Regions from separate parts of the Gossypium hirsutum genome. Here region 2 is linked to region 1. A link is a contact called in public Hi-C data. All regions are on one chromosome and are shown on one strand. Each heading gives the region's core, a stretch centred on a gene start, on an enhancer-like site or on the middle of the called end of the contact. The rest is flanking DNA. Distances are from core to core; before and after follow the strand shown.

What was found. Hi-C and Micro-C count contacts between places; a contact is called where the count stands out from the background.
Region 2: a Hi-C map of leaf shows a contact between it and region 1, with 1.7 times the contacts expected there. The contact joins the promoter of LOC107899736 here to the enhancer-like site in region 1. A contact is called at or near these places in 3 of 34 Hi-C or Micro-C datasets (fibers, leaf and seedling).

What each region holds. Positions count from the first base shown.
Region 1 is chrD04:21,016,310-21,021,577 of Gossypium_hirsutum_v2.1, forward strand. No RefSeq gene overlaps it. Among protein-coding and RNA genes, the nearest start is that of LOC121216565, 8.4 kb to the left of the region's middle. Within about 2 kb of position 2,247, at least 4 of the 9 cell types and tissues checked have an H3K27ac peak or open chromatin away from gene starts, as enhancers often do. A contact at or near this core is called in leaf, where this site is marked.
Region 2 is chrD04:21,333,176-21,338,443 of Gossypium_hirsutum_v2.1, forward strand. It overlaps LOC107899736 (cytochrome c oxidase subunit 6b-2), which reads right to left and starts at 2,473. Exons shown (of 5, transcript XM_041091144.1): 1 at 2,317-2,473. The coding sequence starts at 2,328.

The sequences.
Region 1 (5,268 bases), core at 997-3,496:
CCCTATGGAGACGATAACTCTTTTACTTACTTATTACTTGCTAACGACTGTGCATACTTGCACAAACCTACGCGTTACATTTGCCCCCTATTTTTACTGGTTGTTTATATGCATTTACTGGTGGTTTATCCACAACGCGGTGTGTAGGGATGGATGAGTTCTAGGGAACTCTTACTGTGGTGTGTAAAGGAGTATGGATAGGAGCTTTTCTGTTAAACATGAATTGCATTGACATTCATGGGCGTACTCAAATAAACTGTTATACTTTATATTGTTATACGATTGTAATTGCTCTAAGAACTGTAATTTTGTACGCCTTGTCTTCTGTTTTGCACTAATTTTCTTGTGTTTAGACTCACACTGAGCTCTTTAAAACTCACCCCTTTTATTTGAATCTTCATAGTTAACCTTCAAGGTTAGAAATGGGCTCAGCATTCAAAGGTCTCAGCTCGAATTATTTTCGTTAAAAGTATAGTAGACATGATATTATAATTTATGTTAGTTGAGAACTATATGATTTTATTTGAATTGTGGCGTGGAATATAAATTTTGAGTTAATTTTGACATGCATAACATTTAATTCGTTTAAGATATTGAACTTTGGAATTAAATTAAAGATGAATGAAATCAAAAGTTTTTAAAAATCAAAACCATGTCGATACTCACTTTTTCGTTGCAAAGTTTTAAATGAGATTTAATTAGTAAATAATTTGGTAAACAACTTTTACGAGGTAAACATTAAAATCATTTTGTTTTTGGAAAATTGTATCTTTTAGTTAAAAAGGAGATAACACGCTAAGTTTTTTTTCCTTCAAAAGTAAATAAACATATTAAAAATATTTTCTTAGAAACACCGGTAGTTGTACTAGGTCATTTTGGCGGCTAATGTGGCATTCAGAACCCGACCATTTTTACTGCAAATATACAACCAAACCAAAGAAACAACACATTTACAATAAACAAAATATTTTAATTTTGCATTTCTTTTTGGTAACAAAGAAGAAGATAAAGAGAATGAGCTCATTTCCTTGCTTATCCACCTCTGGAGACGTGTTGATAAATTTGGGGTTTTATTTAAAAAAAAGATCACTTTTTATCTTTTATTTATTCCCATAAATTTTAAACATTATCTTTTAAAATTTCAAAACCCATGGAGTACTTGTTCAGAACCTAAAAATTTGTATTAAAAATTCAAAACCAAAAATTGTTAAACCTAATAACTTAAATATTAAAGCTTCTTTGGGTATTAAACAGTAAGATTTTCAAATGTGAATGTTTTGTAATAGCTAAAGGGATGTGAAAATGAGTAATCATAATTTTATAGCGGTGAGTACACACAATTAGGAGATACAAAAAGCATAGGAGATGCAAAAATGAGTATTCATTAAAGTAGAAAAAAGTAAACATTAAATAAATTTTTATATGCCTTTTAGTTGGAAACATGGGCGGTAAAGATGGAATTGAAAATTAACAAAAGTATGAGAAATTTAAAATTGAGTAATCAAAACTTTTGGTTTTTTTCTTCTTCAATCAAGTTTTTATTTATTTATTTATGGCCTCAGGCATGAAAAATCTTTTTTATATTTCAAGAAATTGAGAAATAAGAAAGAAAGCCTTGTAAAAAATTTTCAAGTTTCGACTCGACAGCTTCATAAATTATTTTAACATTTTCTGTAATTTTTTTAGATTTTTTTACATATATATATTTTGAATATTTAGAAATTTTTATTTGGAATTTTTATTTTTAAAAATATTTTTACATAATTGTTCATATTTTTAATAATTTATATTTAGTTTTAATATTTTAAATTTTTATTAGAATTATTTTAAGCAAATTTTTAAAAAATTAATATGATATTTTAATTATAGTTTATAGACCAAATTAGCAATTAACCATTTAAATTAACATTCTATTTCATTATTTAACAGAATTGTTAATTTACACATTTTAAAATATATAAACGATAAATTACTAAATTTTTTAGTAGAGAAATCAAAATTAAATCTGTCTTAGAAATGTAAGAGCTTTCCGAATACTTTTACTAAGAGAAATCATAAAATAATGATTTAATATCTTGTTAAAACCACCATTTATATCTTGATAGGTAGTGGTACCAATCAATTCATACACGTGTGATGCATTTAAATCAGACCCCATATGGGAAAAGGACTCGTGTTTATCTTTGCCATGCAAATACACATTATTTCTACGGTCATCTCAATCCAATCCCCATCAATCTGCATCCATGCTCGGCTGTGTTTGATGGCCTGTTTCGCATGTATGGCATATCCCCCCACCCGACCCCGCACCCTTTGGAAAGCGACCTACAAATTAAGTGCCTAGTTTTTCATGCATGCACGGCAATTAGCCACTGCGACAGTGAATAAAGCAAAAGTCAAGCAAATTCCATGAGAATCAGGCCCCCTCTACACTACTTAAATAATTGACTCCATGATCTCAAAAATTAAATAATTGACTCCATGAAGTTGATAGATCAGTCATTTGTTTCGGAAAATGGTGGCTGCCCTTTATTTACGCTGTGTTGTATAATCAACTAAAATAATTCTCAGCTCCCGCCTAATAAATGCTGAATATTTCCAACCATTGAAACCATGCATGCATCTCTACTGTTCTTTTATTTTCGGCTTTGTTACAAAATTGGTCGCGGCTTGAGGTTAAAAGAAAGAACTACAGAAACTGTGATATCAATTTCAAACTTATCAGATAGATTCTTTTTTATTATTTTTCTGTCATGTACGGTTTTAGATAATTGCATGAATGGATTGAATTAAATCTTAAACTTGATTTTATTTCTCAATAATCTAATTAATGCCAGGTTGTCATGTAGGGCACTGGATTTTATCAGAAAGCAACTTAGTTCAAATAATGAAATGTTAGGTTAGATGAATGAATGGTAAACACGTATCACTAGATAATCTAGTACGGAGTAGCAACATGAGTCGTGAGATGTCGGCAAGTGAATAGAGATCAAGGTATGATGTAGGACTCGGGAGAAAAAGTATTCGAGAAAGAGTTCGGTACCTTATTAACCCTTTCAAGAGAATAGCTTTGTTAGTTAGATGGGGACAAAGATACCTAGGCAACCTCTATAGCTACAAATTTGAAGTGGAACCGCCATAGATGACCCTCTACTTCTTGGATTTTTACCAGAAACAAGACCAACCCATCTGGCTTTTGATCCTTAACTATGCATTCCTTCTGCTTCTCCACACTTGATTGATTAAGTGTTGCTTTTTGGTTGAAGGGCTACTTTTTTTACTCTCTTAGGTTCAATTCCCTATTGTCTTTTTCTTTTTTTTTATTTGGTTTTATTTTTTACTATTAATATTTCTTCCTTTAATATTTCTTCCTTTGTAAATACATTAGTCGGAGATTTGGAAAAGTATGTATAAACCCTAAACATAAATTGTAAATAGATATTAATGCTAGAAAATAAAGATAAAATATTCTCCAGACCAAAAAATCTCTTACTTCATTCTTTTCCACAATCAAATCAAACACAAATATAAAGGATAAATTTTGTTGTTAGTTTTATACATTACAAAAATTATGGATTTAATCCTTATACTTTAATTTGGTCAGTTTTAGTCTTTATATTTTTCAAAATTTAAAATTTGAATCCTCACCAAATAATATATGTTAAATTCATTAACTTATGCTATCTTCAAAATTTGATGCAACAAACATATTAGTCTATGTGTAATGTCATGTTAGCTTATTATTTCCACATATTAATCACTAAAACACTAGTTAATGGATTAATGACTATCACTTGCATAAAATTTAGAATTTGAAATTTTGAAAAGTATAGAGAATTAAAATGATCTAATTGGAGAATATGGAATCAATCTATAATTGTACGTATAGTACAAGACTAGTAACTGAATTTAACAAAACATATTTAATTGTCATTGATTGACCCAACACTATAATTTCAAAATTCAAAAAGTACAATGACTAAAATTAACAAATGTAAAAGTACAGGGACTAAAATTTATCAAACCAAAGCATAGAGACTAAATTAATAACTTTCCCAAAATACATGGATGTAACAGCCCGTTTTTAGTAAAATCAGAACTGTAGTTTTGAGACCACAAATCTGATGTGAAAATATTTATTTTATTATTATTTTAATACCTACGAAATTTTAGCAAGTTCATATAAAAATTTTGTTAAGAAATTTTATCGTTTGCATGCTTAATTTGGTAAAAAGGACTAAATTGCAAAAGATGTAAAAGTTAAGTTCTATAAGCTAAAGGTATTAAATAGCTATAGAACCTTAAAGTAAGAGTACTTAAATGGTAATTAGACCATTTGAAATATAAGTGGACATTTATGGCCATGAATTAGATAATTTTTAAGTTAAAAATCAAAGGTTAAATAAATAAACTAAGTAAATTAAAGAATAACAAAATGTCATCTTCTAAACAAGCTTTCATCCACCAAAAATAAAACTTAAAAGCTCTATTGAGGTTTCAAGGTTCAGCCAAGTCTCCTTTGTGCTTGTAAGTGTGATTTCGTCCCGTTTTAATGATTTCTATGTTTTTGAAGTCGTAGCTTAATCTAGCTAATCCGGGGACTAAATTGAATTTTTTTAAAAGGTTAGCATTTTTCTATGAGTTTATTCATGTGGTTTTTTATGTTTGATGGAAGAAAATGAATCATTGTTGGTATATAAACAACTTTTAAAAAGTGATTTTTGTTGAATATGTCAATTAGGGATTTATTTGTAAATTTTGTAAAATACAAGGTGAAAATTGTGAAATAATGAATTGTATGTGTTGATATGGACTTATATGGAATTCGACTAGCTTGGGTAGGGATGAAATTGCATGAATTTCAATTTACGAGCTTAAGGACTAAATTGTAAAAAAATCAAAATAATAAGGGAAAAAGCATAATTTTTGCAAAAATATGATTTATGGATTGAATTGAATAGAATGATTATTGAATGGATTGAATTTGATTATTTAGATCAAGTTAAGCCTCGTACGGATTTAGATCAAGGGAAAGATAAAGTGTCGGATTTGATTACGAGTTCTAGCATTTGTTACGGATACTCGACAGCTTGTGTAACCAGCACCGTGTAGCTATGTTCTGACTGACAGCTTGTGTGAGCAGACCCATTTATGGGTCATGAGAGCATCTATGTAAAGGAAAAGGAATGGAATGGTTTCGACCATATGTTAGCACATATTGTGTGAGATTTCTCACATATCCGATATTATTCTAAATGGTTCAACAGG
Region 2 (5,268 bases), core at 1,223-3,722, 320 kb after region 1:
AAATCATCCAAGAACCACATGAAAGTTAACTTCATTAAGTCATTAGATGAGGACACACTAAGTATTTTTATCTTCTATCAATTCAAGGTCAGAATAGAAAAGACACCAAGAAATAAGTTAAAATTTTAAATATATATATCTGCATGCTTAAACTTGGCATTTTGCTTTTAAAATATCCTAGTTTCTCTTTAGATAATACCTTCAATTGCACAAGTCCACAATTGCATTCCAATATTGTAGATACTTATTGTTGGCTATTCACATTTACTCCCAGAATTCGATAGAGCACTGCACCTAGGTTTGGACAGTGCAGCGTCGAGCAGTGCACCTCGAAGTTCTGCACCTAGGAGAAACTCTCCCTGGAGCAAAGCAAGGTGGTAAAACTTGCTAATAGCACAGCTTGGCAGAGCTTGCTTGGCACTACTTGCCTATCAAGCCGGTAGTGGACTTTGCACGAAAAGAGCTATAGCATGACGTGGAACAGTTAACCAGCATGCATCACTACATAAAGAGCAGTGGAGCTAATCCGGAAATGGGCACAGTACTCGTGGGTTTACTCCACTTTTGAGATGTCCTAGCGGGTATATTTTGGAGTCATGGATATGGAAATCCTTAAGATACCTCCTTAACCTTAGCGATATTTTCCTTCTCCCTTCGCATAGGTAATGCATTCCTGAATGTAGCGATATCATGTGATCAACCTTTATATCATCTATCACCTAGAATTCTCCCATGACAAATTTTTAACTCATTGTAACCCATTAACCCATGTTTTTTGCCACAGTTGTCATCTTCATAACTTCCCAATCTCTTCTGTAATTTTTATTGGTGGAAATATAATCAAGGTTACAAAGATTACATATTATTAGATCATTCAATAATTAGACAAACTTTGGTCTCTCAAGAATTTCTCTGTAGTTTTCTGTCTGAATCATTCCTATAGCCATACTTTTTCACCATCCTAAGGCACCTTCTTACTTCATCACCTTTACTTGCCATGAACTTGCTCTTTAGGATCTATTCTAAGCTTCTCTCCACCTTCTCACACAACATTGCATTGTAAGTTGGATATTTCCTGTGCTTAGACAAACAACCTTCTACAAATGTCTTTAAAGTATGTCTGAATTTATAGATCAAATGACATAATGCTTCCTACAGTACGACCTTTGATGTCAACATGCTTCGCTCTCTATGTAAGTAAGAATATAATCTCCCTCGGTGTCTTCTTAAGTTACTTTAAACAAAATAATTCATAATTGCTATTAAGAGAAGAAAACGCATTGGTCTTTGCGACAAGATAAACTTACTCTATAACTTATCATTCATAGAAAGGCGAGGAAGGGTGACAAGAGAAACCATTCGTATAATGTGAGCAGTGACTATTAAAGTTGCCTTTCAAATTACATCCTAGTTTTAGATTAAGTTTTTGTTAGGTAAAACAAACCTCACAGTGAAACTACAATTGCGTATTCCTAGAAAATTTGACTAAATAACAAAACAAAACACATATGTACCAGTTTACCAAAGTAAAACCTCTATACTTTTATTATACTCAAATAAATGTTTAAATATTAAATTTGCAGAGTAATCCTTTAACCTTTAATTTGTAAAGACCTTAACCGTTAATTTGTAACACGTAAGCCCTTCACATAAATCAATTTTTCATCTGAAATAAAGTCTTCTTTGGGTATAAATCAGAAGGCAAAAGCTGATTTGGGTACAACAAAAGGGCTTAGAAAAAATGGTTCAAGGTTTTCTTTACTATTTTAGCCTTGTAATATACAAAAAGATTCACTAGGCTACAAAGATAAACAATCTATCATATTATGCGAACCAACGCAGTATTCTACGCACAAATTCTTCATTTGATGCGGAGCCTAATGCAATTCTCAACAATGATGGTTGACCCCTTCTGACTGAGACAACTCTTAACGTATGGTACTAAACTTCTAGAACATTCCGCTTAAAAGTTATGTCAAGTAACACATGTAAAACACTTTTTCCCCTAAAGCAATAAACTTTCAGATTCACATGACTTTCAAAATTTTAGTATGCCCCTATTTGTTCAGCATCTGCAGGGAATGAAAAAGTCACAACTAAAACCTAGAAATGTAAAAAGAGGGTGTCATTAAAAGACCAAAGTAATTGGCCCATCTTAGGTAAAGATGAAAACAATGAACAAATTTGAGATCAATGGAGGAAATCTCTATCGAAAATTGAATCTCTATACAGATATTTCTTTGATTTTCTTTTTCATATCTGAACCTTGTAAATTATTCGAGGACGGGGAGGAATGAAGAGAAAGCGGGAGGTTACCTCGTCTGCCATTACTGATCCGGCGAATGAGCTAAGACGGTGAATTGCTGATATTTTTCCCTGACGGATTTTAAAATTGATTAGAACCGAATAGCCAATAAATACTCTTCCAGGTTCCTCCCATTACGCTCTAATTGTGCTATCAGTCCCTTCACTCATCTCACATTTTACATTTAATCCCTCTATTTTAAACTTTTGGAAGGGATAAACCAACATTTGGTCCTTAAACATGACAATTTTCTCAACTTAGCCCCTAAAACTTTTTCCATATTAGTCCTCAAACTTGACAACTTTTCCTAGTTTTGGTCCATGTGATGTCATGGCACTTTAATATTGTGCCACATTATCACCTAAAAAAATGTTAATATATACTTTACCCCGTGAACTTGTCCAGTTGTATCTAGTTTGTACCTATTTATTTATTTTACCTAATTGGTACCTAAGCTTATAATCCATCAACCAGGTTGCTACATTCGCACTAACACTATTCGTATGTGTTAAAGTGTTGCTAACAGCTAGTCCGACAACGATAGGTGATAGCCTCTTAGTATGCCACGTGGCAAACATAAATTAAGAATTATATTTTATTAATTTATATATTTTAAATATTTTTAATTTTTAATTTTATGTTTGCCACATGAGATACTAAAAGGCTACAACGTGCCACTACCGGATTGACTATCAGTGCCGCGTTAGCACAAACTAACAGTGTTAGCATCGATGTAGCAAAATGGTTGATGAAATACAAGTTCAAGTATCAACTAGGTTTAAAAAAATTAGGTACCATCTAGGTAAAAATGGACAAGTTAAGGGGGCAAAATATATATTAACTCCCCAAAAACTTGTTTTTTATAAAAATTTAGGTGATATCATGGTATAATCTCAGAATTCCATATCATCATAAAGATAAAATTTAGGAAAGGTGTCAAGTTCAAGAGTCAATGTGGATAAAAAAAGTTTAGGGACCAAATTGAGAAAAATTGCAAGTTCATAGATTAAATGTTGCATTATCCCTTTTAGGACTTTAGTTAATTTATTCTTTTGATTCAATAATTGAAATTCATTTCATGATTCCTCATAAGAGTTTCATAAATTAGATTATTTGGATTTTTTTATAAAAAAAATACTTATTTACTTGTGTAATATAAATCTACGTGGAAGCCATGTAAGAAAATGTATATAAACGTTTATACTACTTTTTGAAATATTGCTAAAGAATCTTACAATCTTCATTCCAATTTAATTCAATTATTTACACATGTTATTATATTCCATATGTAATCATGTCATGTTATAAAATCAATTTTGGGGTTAGAACGAGCTTACAAAAGCTCTTTCGATAATCCGTAGTCGACTGAAGACTAAAATGTAAAACTTTCAAACTTTCTCAGGTTGGGGTCGTAACCATGAAAGAATCACATCCCGGCTTCTAGGGTAGAGGCTCATCACTGCGACTTCAATTATTCAATGTCACGACTTCAACAAGAGACGTCACGACATTGAAGGTTAATGTCATGACCTCCATAGGGTGGTGTCGCAACATTGAAGGCAACCCCCTAAAAAACTTGCATCATTTGATTCAACCTATGAATTTCTTAACACATTTGGTTCTTAGACCCCAAATTGCAAATTTTACTTAACATATATGCCTGTTTAATAACTTAAACATTTCAACCTTATGTTACATACACACACACACACATATATATATACACATATCATATACAAGTCATGTACCATAAATTTACTAAACATTATAACCAAAATAAAAAATCGACAATTTAATACTTAAAACTAACTGAATCCTGGATACATGCCACATAAAGAATTGTACAAATATTGTTGAGTTAAGAGTTATAGTTTGGATTGGATCAATCCTCAAGTCTTCAATATCTACAATTAGCTGCGCACGAAATAAACAAACTATATGTAGGAAATATATTACTGCAGAACAAAATCATTAGCACTAACTGGATAAATAAATCGTGTAAATAAATAAAATAATAACCATGTCATGGAAGAACACTATCGTAGAAGCAAATTTGCCCTAATCGGTGTAATCGTATAGTGGACGTCGCCCCCAAGGTTAGCACAATACTTCAATATTCATACACTCAAATAAAGAAGATGGAACAAAATTGGTGTTGTTCTTCTCAAAGAAATAGAAAATTAACCAGAAAATAGAGTTGAAAAAAGTGATTGGAAAATATACTAGAAAGAAATAGATGAGTTCTGGGAGAAAAGATAGGTTGTTGTTGTGTATTGTTGTGTGTAATGAGGAGAATATCTGACCAATTTATAGGACATTTTGAAGGGCAAATTAGTAATTTGTAGGGCCAGTCCAACAGCTAGAAACTGCCATAAGCCAACAGCTAGAAACGGCTAAGCCAACCAACGATCAAAAATTGACTTTTTCAAAATTGTAATAGCTTGGAAACTAAAAAATTTTAAAACAAAAAATATATTTTTTAAAGAAAAACAGCAAAAAATTTATCCAAAAAGAAACACGAGCGGTACATGTCGTAGACATGTGTTAATACGAACACCGGGCTTTTATCCCCAATTACTCAATGAGGGTAAGAGGTAAGGTTATATTTAAACTCTCTTATAAGCCTTTCCTCAACCAATGTGGGATATGCCATTTTGCATTACCAACATTCCCCCACTAATGCAAAAGAATTGGAAATTTTGTAAACATGAGAAAGGGTAAAACGTGAGAAGAGAAACAACGAAATTAGTCACTTAAGCACTAGTATCTAGTGGATTTGAACTAGTACGTAGTGAAATAAGTGGTTCTTCTCTTTAACAAGTGAACAAATCTTGAACTTGTTAAAATAGGGGTTAACTCATGACACACGACTAATATCAGATCCAATTTATGTTCAGCGATAGATCATCAAGTTTTAGCTAATACACCTCAGGATGCTAGTAAGTGTTCTAAAAAGACTGTCC